Linked DNA regions of Oryctolagus cuniculus: region 1 is linked to region 2. The links are chromatin contacts, called in public Hi-C maps. All regions are on one chromosome and are shown on one strand. The core of a region is the stretch at or near the end of the contact, and the rest is flanking DNA. Distances in the headings are between cores, read along the strand shown.

Region 1 (6,214 bases), core at 3,618-6,117, 180 kb before region 2:
GGGTCCTCATCCACTGCCTTCCCAGGTGCATTAGCAGGGAGCTGGATGACAGGCAGAGCGGTGGCGACTCAGATGTGGGATGCTGGCATCCCAGGTGACAGCTTTAACCCACTGTACCACAGTGTCAGCCCCTGAATTTTTTTTTTTCTTTAATTCAAGATATATAAGTTTTGGCAGATAGAAGCAGGATGGAGTGGGTTGGAAGTGAATCTCTCTGTGGGAAGGGAGAGTGTGGTGAGAAAAAATAATTAATAGTTGGGATGTGTTCAGATTCATGTTATGTAACAGGAGCCCTATTTTAGTTAGAATGAATCATCTTTTGTTTTTTTAAGACGGACATTAAAAGCTACGGTTATCTTAACGCTAAATTGGAGGAAGCAGCAGTAAGATCATCTGAAGTTCCAAAGTAAGCCGCCAAATCGAATGTATTCATGACTCTGAGCCGAGCCGGGCTGTGGAAGAGGCCTAGAAGAGTTCAAAGAATTCAGTCTTTTTTTAAACTTCAATCAGTGTATTTTTGTGAAGAGAGTGTTATAAAAGGCTAACGCACTATTGGTGGCAGTAAATAATGCAATGTTTTAGCAAAAGCAGTGGCATCATAATTGAATATTCTCGAAGCACTTCCGAGTTTAGCAAGGATTGCTACAGTTTGTGTTTTCACAGAGACTGTTTTGCACACCTGTGTGCTTTCATCTTAAAAATGGGGCCACTAAAGGGAACCAAGACCTTTTGGAGAAATGGCCCCTTCCCAGGCCAACGGACGAGCAGGAGTGTGGCGGGCCGGTGCCCAGGGAGAGTCACAGAAACCTGCCTGATGGTGCTCCTGCCAGCCCACCAGGACACCTGGCGCCTCCGGTGGATGCAGTGGGAATGCAGGTTGAGCGTTCCTACTCTGAAAATCCAAAGTCCAGAGTGCTCCAAAACCCAGAACGTTGTGAGCTCCAGCATGACGTCATAGGTGGAAAATTCCACAGCTGACCTCATGTAGCAGGTCACGTTCAAAATGCAGTAAAAATAGTATCTAACGTTATCTTAGGGTGATGCATGCAAACACAAGGCATTTCTTGCTTAGCCCTGGGTCATCCCACCCACAAGATATCTGATTATATTTATATATATATGTAAATATTCTAAAATTCAAAAGAACCTAAAAATCTGAAATAATTCTGGTCCCAAGAGTGTAAGGGATTACAGTCTGTTGGATAAAGTAGGAATTCGTGAGTTCAGGCCAACATAATTAAATAAATAAGTAAATAAGAGACACTCCCCGTTATGTTGAAGCCATAGATGCAGAAGGAATGATAGACTTCACAAAATCACCACTTGCCAGTCACCGTCACAATAGCTGGTTCAAGCAAAAATCATTAATGGATGTTGAAATAAGGGTATTCAGGTGTGAAGGCCAACACGCTATGTATATATTCTCAGAGCTCATCCCCACGAGATGCTTGTTCATAACAAGCGGTAGATGGGTGGCTCTGTGATGGAGAAACCTGGCAGGTGCCGCCTGAACCCAGCGACCAAGTTCGCCTCCCCAGCAGTGGGCTGCGGCCCTCAGTAGGCTGCAGAGCAAGAACTCGGCGTCAAGTCTGCCATGTTCCAGTGATGGTGCCGTGCCCAAACCTCCCCATGAGGAAGCGTCAGATAAAACCAACCCAACCCAGGACACAGAGTGACTGGGCCTTAAAGACGCGGGGTAGCTGAAATGCGACATGTGGCGCTGGGAAGGGCAAGTGTCGTGGACCGGGGCATCTCGGTGACGGCCGTCGCATGGATGGTGTGGTTCCAGCGTGGATTTTCTGGTTGTGGTCATTGCACTGTGGTTCTATGAGAGTTCTTTGTTTTTCAGAAAAGTCACACCGGAGTGTTTAAGGGGAGAGAAGGGCAGAAGAAGGCAGCATGGGAGAAGGTGGGACAGGGAGTAAGGGGAAGCGAGAGGGCTTAGATCATGACGTGAAACAAACGAACAAAGGAGAAGTAAGAGAAACCGCGAGGGGAGCCCCCTCAGCCCTGTCCGTCCACTGCAGGAAGGAGGACCACTGTCCCCGGAGCTTCCACAGTGCTTTCCTGGGCTGACCCTGTTAGAGTGCCCTCGGCCCTCCTCCCCACCTGCCTGGAGCAAGGCCCAGCACAGAGGTTTCAGGAGGGAGAAGAGGGGGAGGGAGTTCGGAGCCCTGGCTTCTCCACCTGCCACAGCCGCAGACCTGATCCCCGGGAACTGCAGTTCCCCCACGGGCTCTGTGCAGGGCCAGGGCCCGCCAGCACCTGCACACAGCAGGCCCTCCCAGCCACAGCCTGTGAACTTGTCGCTCTTCTGCTCATCAGGCACACCTCCCCATGAGCCCCCACAAAGCCCTCCCTGGCCTCAGGATGGGAGCTGAGGTTGACACCCAAGCTGCAGCTGGTGCAGCTCCCTACCCTCCAGGGTGGTGGTGGTGGGGGGGGCTTTTAGGATATTGCACTGATCACTGTGGCTCCTAAGTTTTTTAATAAATTCACCATTTGCTGACAGCTCACTCGGTGTTTTTGCTCACTCATTCTCTCCCAGAGCAGGCATGTGCAGCACCTGTCGCATCATGGGCCTGTGCCAAGCTCGGAGGTCCCATAGACACAGGACCTGCTATTGAGCAGCACGTTGCAGCCCTAACACATGGTTTTGTCCAGTCCAGCTTCCCTCGTGACTGAGCACTAGGTAGAAGAGCCAGAAGTCTCAGCCTGGCTCCCAGCTGGTTGCCTGAACCTGTATTAGCCAATGACATCCGAGCTGCCGACTTCCCACCTGTCCAGTGGAGACCACACCTCCCTCTGCCGCCTGCCCTGCCTACCTCTCAGAGCCTTGGCCCTTAAACTGGAGAACTGAGTACAGCCCTTTTACAGTATGAGGTTGCTCAATCCGCACTATACATACGGGGAAGGGTTTGGAAAACATAGTCTTAAACAAAAGGGTAAAACAGCTATGTTCTGTCCGCCCTCTACGGCGGTGTGTTGTTAAATAGGGGATCACGAACCGAATGGTGACACTGAGGTCGCAAGTGGGACCGCCTCCTGTGGAGCCTGGCCCTTGACAACGTGATTGACATGATTGACGACGGCCTTATTCTTTCAGTGCACCAGGTGGCGGAGCGGGTGGAGGCCTTGGGCCAGTTTGTCATGAAGACGAGGAGGACACTCAAGGGCCATGGAAACAAGGTCCTGTGCATGGACTGGTGCAAGGACAAACGGAGGATCGTGAGCTCGTCCCAGGTATGGCCACCATGGAGCAGGTGAGCAGGCTCCGCCCACTACAGCCGAGACGCAGGGCACTGCCCCTCCACTGAGCCTTATGACTTGGGTTCTTGTCTGAACGACCCGATTTGACTAAAGAGTTCTCTTGCATACTGTCGACCTCACCCAGGCAGGTGGGTTTGCAATTAGCAGTAGTTGAAATGCTCTAGACTGCATTTGACGTCTTAATAAACCGCTCAAAATTACTTTTTTTAAAGATTTTTTATTTTTTTTTTTTTATTTTTGACAGGCAGAGTGGACAGTGAGAGAGAGAGACAGAGAGAAAGGTCTTCCTTTTGCCGTTGGTTCACCCTCCAATGGCTGCCGCAGCCGGCGCACTGTGGTCGGCGCACCGTGCTGATCCAATGGCAGGAACCAGGTGCTTCTCCTGGTCTCCCATGGGGTGCAGGGCCCAAGCACTTGGGCCATCCTCCACTGCATTCCCAGGCCACAGCAGAGGGCTGGCCTGGAAGAGGGGCAACCGGGACAGAGTCCGGCGCCCCGACCGGGACTAGAACCTGGTGTGCCAGCGCCACAAGGTGGAGGATTAGCCTAGTGAGCCACAGCGCCAGCCTAAAGATTTTTTTAAAGATTCATTTTGTGTATTCGAGTCCCAGCTACTCCACTTCTGATCCAGATCCCTGTTAATGGCCTGGGGAAAGCAGTGGAAGATGGCCTAAGTGCTTAGGCCCCTGCCACCCATGTAAGAGACCCAGATAAAGCTCCTGGCTTTGGGCTGGCCCGATCCTGCTGTTGTGGCCATTTGAGGAGTGAACTAATAGATGAAAATTCTCTGTCTCTTTCTCTCCCCCTCTCTCTCTAACTCTGACATTCAATTAAATAAATAAACCTTTAAAAATTTAAAAAAAAAAGAATTAACATCCCCAAATGGCTGCAATGGCCAGGGCTGAGCCAGACTGAAGCCAGGAGCCTAGGACTCCATCCAAGTCTCCCACATGGGTGGCAGGAGCCCCAGCACTGGGACCATCTTCCGCTGCTTTCCCAGGCACATTAGCAGGGAGCTGGATTGGACATGGAGCAGCGAGGGCTCAAACCTGTGCTCAAATAGGATGCCCCCCTGCACCTGACAGGCAGCAGCTTAACCCCCTGCACCACAACACCAGCCGCAAAGTGAATTTCTTCATGAGCACATTTCAAGGTCTCATCTGTGAGTGAAACCTTTTTTTAAAGCATTTATTTTATTTATTTTAAATGCAGAGTTACAGAAAGAGGGGCAGGAAGAGACAGAGAGAGGTCTTCCATCCACTGGTTCACTCCCCAAATGGCCGCAACGGCTGGAGTTGGGCCAGTCAAAGCCAGGTCTCCCATGTGGGTGACGGGGTCCAAGCAGTTAGGCCGTCGTGTGCTGCTTTCCTAGGCATGTTAGCGGTGAGCTGGATCGGAAGTGGAGCAGCCGGGATCGGAACCAGCACCCATATGGGATGCTGGTGCTGCAGGCTTTACCCACTACACCACAGCGCTGCCCCCTGATGAGCTGGCATTGGCAGTGACAAGCCATCACTCTGTCTTCTGCTGGTCCCTTGGACCAACCTTATATAAAGCAGACGGAGGTTCTGCAGCATATGAGCAGCCCAGGGAGCTGGAATGATCAGGGACTCTTGGAGGCTGGCTCCCACGGCTTGGTGCTTTTTATGTCTGTTTTTCGGGTACTTGTAGAAGACATAAAGCCATAAACAGAAGTCCATGAGACAGTCTATAAATCACAAGCAGTGTGGGTTTCCTCCCACCCTGCCTTCTGCCCAGCTTTTGTGAAAGAGGGTTTGTTTTTTAAAATAACCCTGTGAGCACTGAACTGTCCACATTCCAGATAACCCACAGGCTCTGGCATCCCCGTCAGTTTTGTGTTGAGTAAGATGGAGGTCACTGATTTCCTGCATTACCTGCAGATCCCAAATACCACATTGCTTTGCCTTTCATCTTGCACCCATGATCCACTTATAGTTATGTGTGTCACCATTTTTCCCCCACTGCCCTGTCACAGTCATTACCATTTTAGAGCATTTCTTTCTAGCGCCTGTATTTTTTTTCCAAATGCTTGTTTTCACAGAGTGGCTATCGAGATGTTCTCATTGCTCCCTAGCTTTTCTGACTTTTTAAATCCTTGCAAGTATGCTACACGCTGGGTTTTCTGTGGCTCACACAGCACACTTACTTGAGGGGGGCAGGGAGGTTGCAGGGAGGGTGCCCGTGGTGCCCTGGTATGCCCTGTCCACCCACCTCTGCTCCAGAGAGCTGGGACGTGGGTGAGCGCAGGGAGAGATGGGAGAGCACAGGAAGGCTCTGGAACAGACTTGACTCATCAGCCACCTTCTCCCTTACAAGGCAGGAGGTGAGTCACCCTGTCCAGGTGGGCTGAGGCCCGTTCTCTCCCGGCATGTAGATCCAGGATCCCAGAAGGCACGTGGTGGGTGGGCGGTGGGTGGGCAGGCAGTGAGGTGAAGGAAACCACCGACATGGGCAGTGTGCTGTCGATTCCCTTGGCTCAGGGAGCCGGGGCTCTAAGCAGGAGCACCCTGGGGTGCAGGTGCTGAGTGCCTGCCCTGTTCTCTGCACGACAGCCTTACCTGGTCTGCCCCACACATCGTGTGTGGCCGCCGAGTCAGAGACATCGATGAGAAGAACCAGTGTGCTTAGGAAAGGTTCCAAACCAACTTTGACTTACTCTGTGGCCCTTCTGCCGCATACAGCATTAATGTAGAAATCTCACATCACATCGTGCAGAGCAAGCAGCCATGTCACTTGACAGTCGGCCTGGCATCTGTCCCGGAGGGGTTTTCTCCAGCCTTACCTTCTCTGCCTTAGTCACCAGATTTGACGCAAAAACCAAGCCTGCTGTAGAAGCTGCAGGTTGACCTTCACTGAGGGTGCGCAGGGATTCACGCACAGACACAACTCAGCTGCCCGGAGACCCTCTGTCTGCCCGCAGATC
Region 2 (6,531 bases), core at 3,787-6,286:
ATGGCTGCCACAGCCAGCGCTGCACTGATCCGAAGCCAGGAGCCAGGAGCTTCTTCCAGGTCTCTCATGTGGGCTCAGGGGCTCAAGCACTTGAGCCACCTTCCACTGCTTTTCCAGGCCACAGCAGAGAGCTGGATTGGAAGAAAAGAAGCCGGGACTAGAACCGGTGCCCATATGGGATGCCGGTGCTTCAGGCGAGGGCTTCAACCCACTGTGCCACAGCGCCGGCCCCAAAAGTATAATATTTATAAATTAGTTCCTGTATGTCATCTCCATCAAAATGCAAGCTTCTAGGAACAGACACTCACATTCAGTGTATTTTGTGCTCCATTGTATCTTCAGTCCCTAAAATACTTCTGGGATCAGGAAGACTCTCAAATCTTTATAGGATGGCTGAATGTGGCAGGTATTCCATCAGCTTGTTTTCCTTCTCAGTCTGTTCTCTCTTGGAAACTTCTGTCCTCTTGTTCCATCTGGACCAGCAGCCCTTCAGGCCTGCAGGTTCACACACCCTAGGAATTCCTTTTGCCTCTTTCCACTGCTGGGTTTCCTGCCTCAATAGGTGTTCTCTTTCTTGGTTTGGTCTTCCATTTTGGTGAAACCACAATACATAGACTGTACAATTTTTGAGCAACTAACTATTTAGGTTACTACTGCTATGTAACAAAGTGTCTCCAAACACAATGGTATTAAGCTACAACATTTATGATTTCCTGGGTTCTGTGAAACAAAATTGAGGAAAGGGTTAGCTGGCTACTGTGACTAGGAGTCTCTCATTGAGGTTGCTTTCAAAACAAGGCAAAAGCTGAAACTGCAGGTCCACAGCAGGTGTCCAAAGAAATCTAGGATGGATCCTTTCCCTTTGAGATTTTGAAAGTAATTACCCATGGTTTTCTAGTTTCCAGAATAACTGTTGAGAAATCTAATGTGATTGTAATTCCAGATCTTTCTTAAGTCAGCTGAGTTTTCTCTCTAGAATCCTTTAGCATATTCTTTTTATCCTCAAGTTTCATGTGAATTAGGGAATTGCTCTAATAAGCCTGGTTGAATTTTAGGTTCTACTCAATTTTACTTCTCAATTACTGGGTTTCCTCCCATTACTTCATCAATCTACCTTGAATCATCTCAAGAAAAGTTCTCTTGGGGCTGGCACTGCGGTGTAGCAGGTAAGCCGCTTCCTGCAATGCCGGCATCCCATACTGTCACCGGTTTGAGACCTAGCTGCTCCACTTCTGACCAAGCTCTCTGCTATGGCCTGGGAAAACAGTAGAAGATGGCCTAAGTCATTGGGCTCCTGCACCCATGTGGGAGACCTGAAAGAAGCACCTGGCTCCTAGCTTTGGATTGGCACAGCTCTGGCTGTTGTGGCCAACTGGGGAGTGAACCAGCAGATGGAAGACCTCTCTCTCTCTCTCTCTCTCTCTCTCTCTCTCTCTTCTCTCTCTGCCTTTCCTTCTCCCTGTGTAACTCTGATTTCAAATAAATAAATGAATCTTAAAAAAATAAAGAATGGGCCGGCGCTGCGGCTCACTAGGCTAATCCTCCACCTAGCGGCGCCGGCATACCGGGTTCTAGTCCCGGTTGGGGCGCCGGATTCTGTCCCGGTTGCCCCTCTTCCAGGCCAGCTCTCTGCTGTGGCCAGGGAGTGCAGTGGAGGATGGACCAAGTGCTTGGGCCCTGCACCCGCATGGGAGACCAGGAGAAGCACCTGGCTCCTGCCATCAGATCAGTGCAGTGCGCCGTCCGCAGCGGCCATTGGAGGGTGAACCAACGGCAAAGGAAGATCTTTCTCTCTGTCTCTCTCTCTCTCACTGTCCACTCTGCCTGTCAAAAAATAAATAAATAAATAAAACTATAATTTCCTTCTAAAACTGAAAAATTCTTCAGATGTTTTAGAATCTCATTTCTCCCCAAATCTTTCATATGAAAAACTATGTTTGCCACCATTTCATATCCCTTCATCAGCCATTGCAAGGACCCAATTCACCAAGGAATCTAATAAAGACAGACTGTGAGGGAATGTCCTGTGTTTTCCAAGAAATGAGCTGCCACAGTGTTTTCTTACTGCTCTAGACAGAAACTGCAGGGTTCCTCTCTTCCTCTCTTCAGTTTAGCTCAACCTGTTCCCTTCCAAAAGCCACTCTTGCCACAAAGTACTTTCAGAAAAGCCACACGATCCTTCTGTGGAGTGGCAATTTACCATAAATGGAATGAATTTTCAGTTAATACATTTTGTTTAATCAAACTGTTGTTTTTTCTCTAAGTCTTTAAGATGATATAGAAATCAAACACATATTCCTGTTTTGTGACTTGATGTAGGCTTATCTTTTATACATTCCAAAAGGCTTCTATTACCTTGTAAAAATATTTGTAATGATATACTGACTGTATTATGTAACCAACCTAGTTGAATCTTTGTTCTTTTATTGGGGTCATCATGGTACTCTGAGGCTCTACCTTCACCTCATGAATTACAACATGAGACAAAAGGGACAACTTTTCAAAAATAGGGAAACAAAGTAAAGTTACTCTAGGGTTGTTTTAGTTATTTATATACCAAACGGATGAACCTCTCCATTCCTGGAACAAATGGAGGGTTTATTTTATCATTCAAAATTGAATCAAACAACCCAAACAGGATGAGACTGTCTCTGGGAGTAAACGTGATTGTTTTAGTACCCTGAACTTCAATTATATTGATTTGGGTGTAACTCAAGCTATGTTTCAGGCAAGAACTACTGGAGAATGACTGTGATGGACTTAGCTGTACCCCATCTCATGTATTCTATTCTGTGTGAACAAAGACAGCCAGGAGAAGAGCAATGATCAACATAAAGTCCAGCAAAAACAAAACCAATCAATCTATCAAGCAGTCAGAAGTTATTTGTTTTGCACTATTCCGATGGGAAAAAAACACATTGATTCTGCTAGTCAAGGATATGGGCATGATTATTCAGCAGGCTTTGTTGTAATCCAATTTATCACAATTTAATCAACACACTTTTCAAGGAGAGTACTTTAAACAAATCAACAAAAACTGAATCACTAACAAATTGCTTTTCCAGTATTCCAGTTAGATTTAAGGTGATCTGTATGTATCCTCTTACATCATCACTTTTTACATAGCAATTTTAGGATTAATGATAATATAACCTGTTCCACACCTTAATACTTACCCATTTGAACCCTGTCAGGCACTCCTATTTGCAGCAAAAATATATCTCATAATCCCCAAATTAAAAATTCATTGTTGCTTGCCAAGACCAAAACCTACATAGTAGCCTAATCAGGCAGTAACTTAACACAAGGGATACATTTTAAAGACTAAAAATGAATGAGTTTTTCCTAGAGACCTGGTTCTTTAATCTGTGCAAACCACTTTATTTCTTGGAGCCTTTGCAAAGTAAGGGGGTTTGTGTAGCACTGACCATGAGAATTTTTTTACTGTCTGACTTTATAATGCCTTACTGCAGCAACATCAAAATTTTCTTTGCAAAACAAAAAATCCAGTGGAACCTTCTGAAAAACATTTTTCTACTTGCAGGTTACAATCTGTTAGAAAATCATGAAAGCAACATACTGGGTTGTACTGCCTGCCAACATTTTTAGGAAACCAAAGCTGAGGGGCCGGCGCTGTGGGGCAGTAGGTTAATCCTCTGCCTGTGGCGCCGGCATCCCATATGGATGCCGGTTCTAGTCCTGGGTGCTCCTCTTCTAATCCAGCTCTCTGCTATGGCCTGGGAAAGCAGTGGAGGATGGTCCAAGTCCTTGGGCCCCTACACCCACATGGGAGACCCAGAAGAAGCTCCTGGCTCCTGGCTTCAGATCAGTGCAGCTCTGGCTGTTGTGGCCATGGAGAGTGAACCAGGGGAAGGAAGACCTCTCTCTCTGTCTCTTCCTCTCACTCTCTGTAACTCTACCTCTCAAATAAATAAATTCTAAAAAAAAAAAAAAAAGAAAAAGAAAAAGAAAGAAAGAAACCAAAACTGAAATAGGGTAATAGGAAAACTCAGTAGGAAAAGAAAATAGTGTTCTGTGAAATATTTGTTTCAATATCATGTGTTTTGGTGTGCTTTCCATCACTGACAAAATACCCAAGAAAACGAATTTCACAAAACAGTACAGGTGTAATAAAATGCTCACAGTTCCGCAGGTTCAAATCCAGCATCTGGCAGGCGTCACTGGTTCGCACTCCGGTGCTGGTGCTCTTCCGGGCACTGACGGAGCAGCGCAGAGCTTCACCGGCAAGAAGGCGCGTGTGACTCCGTGCACCGGCGTGTAACACAGCCACCAGGACTTATTCGCGGGGGCTTCACCTTCATGTCCAGTCCAATCCAACTACCTCTAAGGTCCCGCTTCTGAAAGCTGTGATTGCTTTGTTTCCACCCTTTTAGTATCGTTCACCTATGACATGAGGTTTCAAATCCTGTGTGAGTTCAAACCATAGCGTTATACGTAAACAGAGCTGCAAAGGAACAAGCTATGGCTCTTGCGAAGCTCTTCTAAAGCTGCAGTCATCAAGTGTGGTCCCACGAAGCCCGTTTCGGGGCATCTCAGAAAGTCGCCCCTTGCCAATTACTACCTCTCTAGCTAAACTCGGATTTTCTTCATCTGCTACCACCAAAACATTTCTAAGCAACTGACTTAGAAGCAGAAATAATTCAGCTGTGTATTTTATGCTGGATATTAAAGATTTCTTCAAAACTTTAAAACCATTCCACTCGTCTAAAACTTTAGAAAAGAAGTCATTTAAAACTTACCCCAAACCCACTATTTAACGTTTATTATCTTGAAACGAGTTTAGCACTTTTAAAATGTCTGCTTTAAATACTAATACGGTAAGTAGCCATGGGTATAAACCATCTAAAACAAAAGTTCTTTGGAATTCTCCACAATATTTAAGAGGGTGAGAAGAGGTCTGGGAAACAAAGGACTTTGGGCCTGATTCCGGATGGCCCGGGGGTCTTTCCCCAAAGCACCGCCCGCTCCGCGGGCACGCCCACCCCGTGAGAACAGACCCCGACGGAGGAACCGCGCCACCCAACCGTGTGGACGCGGAAACTAGGTCATAGAGGGAAAGGAGTCTTTTAAGCATATCTTTGCGACACTGTCGCGTTTCGTTAGTTCCGTGCCGTAAAGAACGGCGTGGGGCCGCCCCCAGCCGAGGCTGCAGCGGACGTGAGCGGCAATGGCGGATATGGAGGATCTGTTCGGGAGTGACGCCGACAGCGATGCGGAGCGTAAAGGTGGGGTGGGCCACGATCGGCAGGCGGGGTGCGCGGCGGGGCCCGGCCTGGCGTCCGGTTCCGGTCCGCGGGCGAGAGGTGGTGCTTCCTCTGCTCCTGCCCCAGCGCCCCCTGCACTCCCGGAGGTGCCACCCTCCCCTGGCGGGCGGGCTGGTCTAGGCAGACACACGCAAGAGTCTGTGCCTTGCGGTTCTGGGTGACCGTGGAGCATGCGGTGCCTGCCTGGGAGCACGGAGAGCAAAAGGGCGCGGGGCAAGGTGGGGGCGCGGGCCAGCCTGCGCAGCCCGGAACCTTGGGGTCCTGCTGTCCTGCGGTGCAGAACAAGGGCTGTTTGTGAATGAATGGGGTGAGGTGTTCAGGACCGTGGGGACGGGGTGGGTGATTTACAGAGGGGCTCGGAATGCTCTGTTAACGACGCCGGAGCCTGGCGCTGGCCGGCAGCTCGAGATGTCTGGATGCGGAGTCTGAGCAGCATACGGGGATGGAGCTACTCACCAGCGCTTTGCACTGGAGACATTGTGTCCCGTGAGCGCCAGTGCAGACACTCCAGGGTTCTGGAGTCTGCGGTATTAGGTTGGAGAGCTTATGGGGCTCGTGTGGGAGGAGGAGTGGTGCGGGATGTGTTGATGAAATGAATGCATGGATGTGTGTTTATGGTGCGTCAAGTGTTTCTGGCACAGAGACTATGGATGTTTGAGTTTGAGATATGAATAGGAGTTATTTGAAGTTGAAAAACGCCCGCAAAACCAAATTTTTGCAGCCCTACAGGCTCAAAGTAGCCGTCTTTAACAAAGGGTATTGTTGTGGTTTTTCCTTTACCAAATTTTCTCCTCCATTTTGTGCAACTACTGTTTTGTTGTAGAACCTTCCAAAACCCGGGTCTACTTGGAGTGGTGGAAGAAAGTAGGTATTCACTTGCAAAGCACAGAGCAAGGAGCTGGGCCTCCTTGAAGGGTGGGGGTAAAGGTGGTACAGATTGAAGCTGGAGTTGAGAGGTGAGGGTCAAGCTTGAGTGCAGGTCCCTGGTTGGTCTGCAGCGCTGGTGGCCTGGCGTTGATCAGTGATCCCATGCTCTGTGAGCCTCAGTCAGTCAGGGGGTGTAAACTTCTTGTTCTGGGCCTGGGGTTCCTGGCAAAACCCTCAAGACCCATCTTCCAGATGTTATCTGTAGGGTTAATACATGATCTCAGGGTCCTGTGATCAAGGACCTTTGTGGGGGCTGGCTGCACCCCTCCCTCAATGCAGTGAGCTAAATTTTGGTAAGAGGTTGATTGCTCAGCAGGGC

What was found. Hi-C and Micro-C count contacts between places; a contact is called where the count stands out from the background.
Region 1: a contact with region 2 is called in a Hi-C map of an unstated tissue, with 2.6 times the contacts expected there. The contact joins the enhancer-like site here to the promoter of LEO1 in region 2. A contact is called at or near these places in 3 of 6 Hi-C or Micro-C datasets (ear pinna, skin fibroblasts and an unstated tissue).

The regions. Positions count from the first base shown.
Region 1 is chr12:74,854,379-74,860,592 of mOryCun1.1, reverse strand. GNB5 (G protein subunit beta 5) reads left to right here. Exons shown (of 10, transcript NM_001082170.1): 2 at 3,107-3,243. Among named protein-coding and RNA genes, the nearest start is that of GNB5, 13 kb to the left of the region's middle. Within about 2 kb of position 4,867, at least 1 of the 8 cell types and tissues checked has an H3K27ac peak or open chromatin away from gene starts, as enhancers often do.
Region 2 is chr12:74,672,266-74,678,796 of mOryCun1.1, reverse strand. LEO1 (LEO1 homolog, Paf1/RNA polymerase II complex component) reads left to right here and starts at 5,036. Exons shown (of 12, transcript XM_017348015.3): 1 at 5,036-5,246. The coding sequence starts at 5,189. MAPK6 (mitogen-activated protein kinase 6) reads right to left here and starts at 4,518. Exons shown (of 6, transcript XM_051822001.2): 1 at 4,144-4,518.